Linked DNA regions of Sus scrofa: region 2 is linked to region 1. Evidence: chromatin contacts called from public HiChIP or PLAC-seq data. All regions are on one chromosome and are shown on one strand. Each heading gives the region's core, a stretch centred on a gene start, on an enhancer-like site or on the middle of the called end of the contact. The rest is flanking DNA. Distances are from core to core; before and after follow the strand shown. Region 1 overlaps TXNDC11 (thioredoxin domain-containing protein 11). Region 2 has its middle 120 kb from the start of LITAF.

Region 1 (4,372 bases), core at 832-3,331:
AATGTTTTAATATCAGACTACTTTATTTCGCTTTTAATCACTGTCTTAAATTCCACTTTTAACAGTAAAACCTCGGTTCAGTATTAAGGTAAAGCACATACATTCTAAGGTGAGACCTCAGTGGGACAAGATATTACAATCCTCAAACATTCCAGAAAGAATAATAAATAGTTTCTTTTGTTAGCAAAAGAGAACACTTTTTTTTTTCTTTTTAACTGAAGTATAGTTGATTTACCGTACTATTTTAGTTTCAGGTGTACAACAAAGTAATTCAGAATTCAGTTATATACATATTTTTTTCAGATTTTCCATTAATAGATTTTTTTAAATTGTGTTTTAAAATTAATAATGAAGGGTCTTGCCAGAAGCAAAGCCACACAATTCACACTCCCCAACTAAGAGCTACCAGGAGCACACTCTGAAGCATTAACTCAAGGATATGCCTGCAGGAAACTCGGTATCTTAGAAAATAATTGCTTTTTTTTGGATAATGAGGCCCAGGTCCCGAGCTGCACCATCTGATGTGGTAGCCACTGACCATATGTGAACACTTGAAATATGAACAATTGAGGGACTAAATTTTTAACTTTGATTTTAATTAATGTAAAAGTGATAACTCAGTTACTGGAAAACATTTAAGCATGTTTAAAACAACTTGGGTTTGTAACCTGAAAGTAATATAATACTGTAAGTCAATTATAGTACCATTAAAACAACATAAAACAATATTTGGTAGGTAAATCACTTTTTTCAACTGAAAATTTTATGAACTCTAAATACAAATCAAGTATTTCCAGTGAAAGTTCAGCATCTGAATTGAGATATGCTGTGAGGTATAAAAGATTTGGTTCAATAAAAAATGTAAAATATCTCAAATTAGGCGTTCCCATTGAGGCTCAGCAGTAATGAACCCAACTAGTATCCAGGAGGCCACAGGTCGATCCCTGGCTCAGCTCAGTGGGTTATGGATCTGACATTGCCGTGGACTGCGTTTAAGTCGCAGACATGGCTCAGATCTGGTGTTGCTGTGGCTGTGGTGTAGGCCAGGGGCTACAGCTCCAATTGGACCCCTAGCCTGGGAACCTCCATAGGCCGTGGGTGTGACCCTAAAAAAAAAGGAAAAAAAAAATCTCAAATTCTCCTACTACTTCTTAAATTTTAATGCAGCCACCAGAAAATTTTAAAATACCTACATGGTTCCTGTGATAGTTCTACTGCACTGTGGCACTGAGGAAAAAACAAGATTTATGTAACTCAGGAAGATTAGGCTAAAATAGTGAGTCTTAATACTGGACAAGTTATCTGGGAAGGATACAGAAGATGACATTTCTTCAGTTTTTTTCGTGAAAGTCCCCCAATAGCAGCGCGTGATTACTTTTAGGACTGTGTCCCACCCTCTCCTCGTGACTCTAGGGCTAAACTGCTGAGCTTCTGCAATCAATTCTCTCGGAGGCCTAAAGAGCACGGGGTGTTCCACAATAAGGTACCTGAGGCGACCCAAAGAACAAGCAGAAATGCCAGAGCCGAACAACGTGGACACTTCTACATCGGGACTGGCCATCTGCTCTCTGGGCGGCTTCTGTGTGAGCTCATCTCTCAGGGACCACAGAACACAACGGAGCATCAGGTCAGGAAAAACACTGATAAATCTGGAGTTCCCGTCGTGGCTCAGTGGTTAACGAATCCGACTAGGAACCATGAGGTTGTGGGTTCGATCCCTGGCCTGGCTCAGTGGGTTGAGGATCCGGTATTGCCATGAGCCGGGGGGTAGTTCGCAGACGTGGTTCAGATCCCATGTTGCTGTGGGTGTGATGTAGGCCAGTGGCTACAGCTCCAATCAGACCCCTAGCCTGGGAATCTCCATATGCGGCCTTAGAAAAAGACAAAAAAAAAAAAAAAAGAAAAGAAAAAGAAAAATACTGACAGAGATAACTGCTAACAAATATATCATGATACACTTCAAAACTAAATACCACTGGACTAAATCACATGGCTTTTTAATCAGCATAGCTAACAAGGTATTTACCCCCTGGGAAAGTTTCTCTCACTTCCTTACTCTGTCTGGGCAGTAGTGACATTCCAAAAGGCAAACCTGGGAGTTCCCTTCATGACTCAGCGGAAACGCATCTGACTAGCATCCATGAGGACACAGGTTCGATCCCTGGCCTCACGCCCAGTGGGTTAAGGATCCTGAGTTGCTGTGGCTGTGGTATAGGCCAGCAGCTACAGCTCCGATTTGACTCCTAACCTGGGAACTTCCATAGGCCACTGGTGCAGCCCTAAAAAGCAAAAAACAAAACAAAACAAAACAAACCCCAAAGGCAAACCTGTACCTTGGTACCTTCCATCCTAGAAACAAGTCTCATTTTGCTCTATACTCTGTCATTTTTATTAACTTCTGCTTTCCCAGTCTTCTTCCCAAGGTTTTAGACAAGGAAGAAAAAAGAAAAAGGTAGGATTATATACACAGGGATAACAATAGCCCCTCCAGAGCTCCTCGGCACTGACAGTGATTCACAGTCATTCACTGGATGATGACGTCACACATTTCCAGTGCTGAATGCATTCATCAAAAGGAAAAACTCTTCCAAGAAATGCAATAGATTACAGAAATGTTTATTTTCAAAGTATGAACTGTAGCTGTTGCTTACATTTTTTCCCGGAATGTGACTCTGAGATTTGTGTATTTTCAAAATTCCTAATATAAAGCACAAAGCAATTATCTAGGAAAACATCTGGCATTTGGGCACCAAAGATACAATATGCAAATGCTGGTACTTGCCAAAACACTGTGAAACTCTAAATAAACATGGAACTATCCTTAGCCATGATTTTTTTTTTTTTTTTCTTTTTCGTGAGTTAGGGAGGAAGGGAAAAAAAAATGTAGTTCCAAATACATTATTCTAGGGGAATATAAACTACAGAGCTAAATATGCACTGTCCTATATACTAACATGACAGTAAACTAAACACCCTCACACCAGTGGTCTCATTTAAACCAAAGCCTAATATGAAAACGATCAACTCAATACTTCTCTTGCGTGTATTTCAATTTAAATTTCTTTTCTTCTTTTTTTTAACAGCCTCAGGGAAGGAAAGACTTTACAAAAGAAACCTATCTGCTTAGAAGGCCTTCCTCCATCCCCTTTTATGCTGTTCTCAGGGCCTAGCATACGTGTCACATGTTCTTTCTCTCTTTTTTTTTTAAACAACCCTTCACAAATACAAAAACAATTCTTAGCTCCCAGGCCTAAAAAACAGGCCAAGGGCCAACACATTTTCAAGCTGAAGCTTCCTTTGGAGGCAACCAGAGCAAAGCTCCCTCACTTTGCAGAGGGGAAACCTGAAGGCCAGTGAGAAGAGGTGACTGGGTGAGCTTTGACCACACAGGACACCTGCCACTAACGGGACTGATTAGGAGAGTCGGTCCCTGCCGACTTCTTGTTAGGAAGACACCACAAACTCTAAGGGAAGCTTAGAAAACAATGGTAGCTGCTAAGTACACAGGCAACTAGTGTAACAGGAGTTCCAAGAAGGGAGCCTGACAGTGGAAATCTCCATCCCATGTCTCCCTCTTGCTGGCTGGACCACAGTTATAAATCCCACAGGCCTTCAGCTGGGCCTTGAAAAAGCAGGAAGGCAGGTTTGTTTGTTTGTTTGTCTTTTTGTCTTTTTTAGGGCTGTACCCGCGGTATATGGAGGTTCCCAGGCTAGTGGTCGAATTGGAGCTGTTGCTGCCAGCCTATGCCAGAACCACGGCAACACCAGATCCTAGCCACATCTGAGACCTACACCACAGCTCACGGCAATGCCAGATCCTTAACCCACTGAGCAAGGCCAGAGATCAAACCCACAAGCTCATGGTTCCTCATTGGATTCGTTTCCCCTGCACCACGAGGGGAACTCCAGGAAGGCAGGTATTAACTAGGGCAAGGCACTGCATTTTAAGCAGTTATCGTGGGCAAACACGGCCCCAGGCCACCTGCCCCACATCCCAGGAGAGCAGAGGCAGCTAGAGTAACGGGGTCCTGGGTCCCTAGCTCATACTCCATTTACTGGAACCTGACTTTATCAGGTTGCTATTTCTGCTCTAACAAATTACCACAAAGTTAGTGGCTTAAAAAATAAATTTATCTTACTGTTCTAGATGCCAAAGTTCAAAATGGGCCTCAGTGAGCTAAAATCCAGGTGTCAGCAGGGAATGTTCCTTCTGGAGGCTCTTGGGGAGAATCTTTCCTTGCCTTCCCTGCCTTGGCTTGTGGCCCCCTCCATCCTCAAAGCCAGTGACGGCTGCACAAGTCCTTCTCACACTGCATCTCTCTGACAGTGCCCTTTGCCTCTCTATTCCACTTTTAACAATCATCCTGATTAC
Region 2 (4,576 bases), core at 1,946-4,445, 180 kb before region 1:
GGGCTTCCCAGTCCACAGGGACATCACATTCTAGGGCTGGAAAGTGAGGACCACCAGGGCACAAGGGCTGCTCAGCCATAAAAACAACAACAAAATAATGCCTTTTGCAGCAACATGGATGCAACTAGAGACTCTCATACTAAGTGAATTAAGTCAGAAAGAGAAAGACAAATACCATATGCTATCACTTAGGTCTGGAATCTTATATATGGCGCAAATGAACCTTTCCACGGAAAAGAAACTCATGGACGTGGAGAACAGACTTGTGGTTGCCAAGGGGTAGGGGGAGGGAGTGGGGTGGATGGGGAGTTTGGGGCTGGTAGCTGCAAATTATTGCATTTGGACTGGATAAGCAATGAGATCCTGCTGCATAGCATACGGAGCCATATCCAGTCACTTGTGACGGAGCCTGATGGAGGATAAAGCGAGAGACAGAATGTATGTGTATGTGTAACTGGGTCGCTTTGCTGTGCAGCAGAAATGGACAGAACACGGTAAATCAACTAGAATAAAAATTTAAGAAATAAATAAAAGGCAGTGCAATACACAAAAATAAAAAAGCAAATAGAAGGCCATCCCAGCCCCGAAACGGCTCTCAGCAGCTGCGAGGGTCTCCACAGGCCCAAGCCCTCCCTCTTGGCCCACTCTACCACCAGCAGAGAAGGCGGGTCAAGTCCTTTGGGAGGCTGGGCTTCTGCTCTCACATGGTAGGTGGACTCTCCCAGGTCCCCTCTCCACCTGCACCCTTTGGTTTTTAGGCTCCAGGCAGCCAAGCTGCTCGGCCACCACCTCTTCCAGCCCCTCTAGGCATCATGGACCAGCCCCTCCTCCTATGCACCTGCTTCCCCCAATAATTGTGCTTTTTTGTTTATTTGGTTGGTTGGGTTTTTGGCCACGCCCACAGCCTGCAGAAGTTCCTGGGCCAGGACGCAAACCTGCGCCACTCACTGCAGCAACCCGAGCCCCGGCAATGAAAATGCCGGATCCTTCATCCACTGAGCCACATGGGAACTCTTAAGTATGCTTATTTATAAACTGCTTTATTGAGCTATATCAGCTAATTCTCCTGCTGGAAGTACCTCATTCGATTGTTTTTAGTATATGCATAGATTTGCGAGACCCATGCCAAAACCCATTTTTAGAACATTTTCATCACGTATAAGATAATCCCATCATTCCTCATTCCTGTCACCCTGGTCCCTGGTCACTACTGACCTGCTTCCTGTCTACATGGATTTGCTTCTTTGGGGCAGTTCATAGAAATGGAATCAGTCCATATGTGGCCTGTTGCGCCTGGCTTCTCTCACTGAGGGTTTTCAGGGTTCAGCCACGCTGTAGCCTGTGTTGGCGCTTCATTCTGTTTTACCGCTGAACTCCGTTCCATCACATGGATAAGCCCCATTAGTGTTTGTTCACTCGTCTCTCGGTTGACAGTTTAATGTAACTTTCTTCAAGTTCAATTGAGATACTCTCGACGGGTTGACCCATCATGTTTTACAGAAATAATCCATTATGCTCTTAGACTCGACTCATTTTCTTTTATAATTTGACACTAATAATTCCACCTTCCGCTCCTCCAGCTCCATCAAACATTTTCACTGGCTGAGCGCAGGAACCCTCAACACAGACGGCTGAAGACACACGAGTCCCTTCAGCTCACAGCTTGCCTGGGAGCCCGCGCTGTATGCTGGGGTGTCTGCTACAGGCTGTGTCAAACAGCAGAAAACTACCTTCAACAGGGCTTGGCCTGGAGGAGCTAAAATTCTTGAAGGGAAATGAGATGCAGGAGATGCTACAGGAACCAAAGAGAGCTCTGATGCCCAGAAAGGAGCAGCTATTGTGCCTGTGATCCCTGGGAGGAATGTAGGCCGAAGAGAGTTCCCTGGGGATTTCAAAGAAGAGCTAGCAACGGTGTTAGAAAACTGGATACCTGCAACTCGGAGATACGTCCTGGAGACCTAGTTCGCAGTATGATGATTACAGACAATGAAACTGTACAGTAAACATTGAACTTGCTAACAGACTAGATCTGAATTGTTCCCAACACTAGAAGAAATGATAATTAGGGCATCCAGGAGAGGTGCTAGCTAAGGCTACTATGGCAACCGTATTGCAGTATAAATATAGCAAACCTCTCTGCCACCCGCCCCCACAAGGAACAACCTGCAAGTTTGAACCAGCATTATCCCATTATACAGATGAGGAAGGAGAGACACAGAGAGGTGAAGTCACTTGCCCAAAGTCACACAGCTTGTGAAGTTTTGGGTTTTTGTTTTTTTTTTTGTCTTTTGAGGGCTGCACCCATAGCATATGGAGGTTCCCAGGCTAGGGGTCGAAGCGGAGCTGCAGCTTCCAGCCTACAGCACAGCCACAGCAACTGGGAATCCGAGCTATGTCTGTGACCTATACCACAGCTCACGGCACCGTGGGACCCTAAACCCACTGAGCAACGTCAGGGATCAAACACACATCCTCAAGGATACTAGTCGGGTTCATTACTGCTGAGCCACAACAGGAACCCCTTGTGAGGCTTTTTAACCCAGTCTGGCTCCAGGGTCCCTCCTCTTTTAACGTGGGCAGCTCTGCTCAATGCTCATCACTTCCCCGATCTGGGCAGACTCTAGTCTCTGCCCTGAGGTCTAGATTCCACCCCCTTTCACAGTCAGGGTTCTGAAAGAAAACTACCATCTTCCATGTGGGGCTTCCCAGTCCACACAGCGACATTACATTCTACAGCTGGAAAATCAGAACCACCAGGGCAGGGTGCTCCCTGAAGCCCTTCAGCCAGGTTTGCCATCACCCAGACTATTGAGGGGTTGATCCAGGTAGGGCCCCCAGCATCTCTGGCCTCGCTTGCGCGTGCCTATCATCCTGGACAAATATCTGACACACTGGGTGGATGGACCACCAGGACTCAAGGATGAGTCCCAGTCAGATACTCCTAGGCGAGTCTTCCCAGCTCTTCCTCCTCCCATGAAAACTAAGTCCTGCTTGCTCCTGGAAATAATGCAGAGGAGTACGTTTGCCAGTGGCCAGAGACTGAGCTTCCAGTTCTGAATGAAGGCAGAGGTACCAAAGTCAGCGTTAACAAAAATAAGAAGTCTTTTTGAACCATCGAAAGACAGCAGGATATTGTAGAGCTGGGGCAAGAGGTAGCCCGTGGTAGAGAACTGGACAGTAGGGGGCGCAGTGAGCTCTTCTTACATGGGCAGAGGATTTTTACAAAAGATTTTGTCCGTTATGAACCACTATAGCCATATATATATTGTCTTTTTGCCTTTTCTAGGGCCACTCCCATGGCACATGGAGGTTCCCAGGCTAGGGGTTGAATCGGAGCTGTAGTCACCCGCCTACACCAGAGCCACAGCAACACGGGATCCGAGCCTCGGCTGCAACCTACACCACAGCACACGGCAACACCGGATCCTTAACCCCCTGAGCAAGGGCAGGGATCAAACCCACAACCTCATGGTTCCTAGTCGGATTCGTTAACCACTGCGCCACGACGGGAACTGTTTTAGGGTCACAGCAAAAGTGACAAGAAGGTATACGAGATTTCCCAAATACTCCCCGACCTCATGCATGCATAGCCTCCCGCATCATCAACTTCCCCCATTAGAATGGTACCTTTGTGGGGTGTTTTTTGTTTTTGGGGGTTTTTTGGGTCTTTTTCAGAGCCACACCAGCGGCATATGGAGGTTCCCAGGCTAGGGGTCGAATCAGAGCTGTAGCCGCCAGCCCACGCCAGATCCTCAGCAACTTGGGACCCGAGCCGAGGCTGCAACCCACACCACAGCTCATGGCAATGCCGGATCCTCAGCACACTGAGCAAGGCCAGGCATCGAACCCGTGACCTCGAGGTTCCTAGACAGATTCGTTAACCACTGAGCCACCACAGGAACTCCAGAATGGTACCTTGGTTACCATTGAAGAACCTGCATTGACACATCATTATCACCCAAAGTCCATAATTTACCTTAAGACTCACACTTGGTATTGTAAATTCGATGAATTTAGACATACACATAAGGGCATATATCCACCATTATGTTATCGTACAGATTATTTTCACTGCCCTAAAAATCCTGTCATTTGCAGCTTCATCCCTCCCTCTCCCAGTCTCTGGCAACCTCTGATCTTTTTACTGTCTCCATAGTTTTGCTTTGTCCAGAATGCCATATAATTGGAATCACACAGTACATGGTCTTCACATAACTGGCTTCTTTCATGGAGCAAGATGCAATAAGTTTCTTCCATGTCAGAAAACATTGGCAAATGATGAAACAAACAAGGGCTTAATCTCCAAAATACGCAAACGACTCCTACAACTCAACAGCAAAAAAAAAACAAACAACCCAATTGAAAAATGGGCAGAAGACCTAAGGGGACATTTCTCCAAAGAAGGCATATGGACCCTCCAGGCACATGGAAGAATGCTCAATATCACTAATCATTAGAGAAACTCAAATCAAAACTAAGAGGTACCGCCTCATACTGGTCAGAATGGCCATCATGAGTAAGTCTACAAATAAATGCTAGAGAGGGTGTAGAGAAAAGGGAACCCTCCTACACTGGT

The links. HiChIP or PLAC-seq counts read pairs in DNA pulled down with a chosen protein or histone mark.
Region 2: an H3K27ac HiChIP or PLAC-seq map of alveolar macrophages shows a contact between it and region 1. The contact joins two enhancer-like sites. A contact is called at or near these places in 6 of 47 Hi-C or Micro-C datasets (brain, fetal skeletal muscle, heart right ventricle and 3 more) and 1 of 2 datasets of contacts at active chromatin or transcription factors (alveolar macrophages).

Annotation. Positions count from the first base shown.
Region 1 is chr3:31,416,245-31,420,616 of Sscrofa11.1, reverse strand. All of the region lies in intron 5 of TXNDC11 (thioredoxin domain-containing protein 11), which reads right to left. Among named protein-coding and RNA genes, the nearest start is that of SNN, 37 kb to the left of the region's middle. Within about 2 kb of position 2,081, at least 9 of the 83 cell types and tissues checked have an H3K27ac peak or open chromatin away from gene starts, as enhancers often do. A contact at or near this core is called in alveolar macrophages, where this site is marked.
Region 2 is chr3:31,600,665-31,605,240 of Sscrofa11.1, reverse strand. No RefSeq gene overlaps it. Among named protein-coding and RNA genes, the nearest start is that of LITAF, 120 kb to the right of the region's middle. Within about 2 kb of position 3,195, at least 7 of the 83 cell types and tissues checked have an H3K27ac peak or open chromatin away from gene starts, as enhancers often do. A contact at or near this core is called in alveolar macrophages, where this site is marked.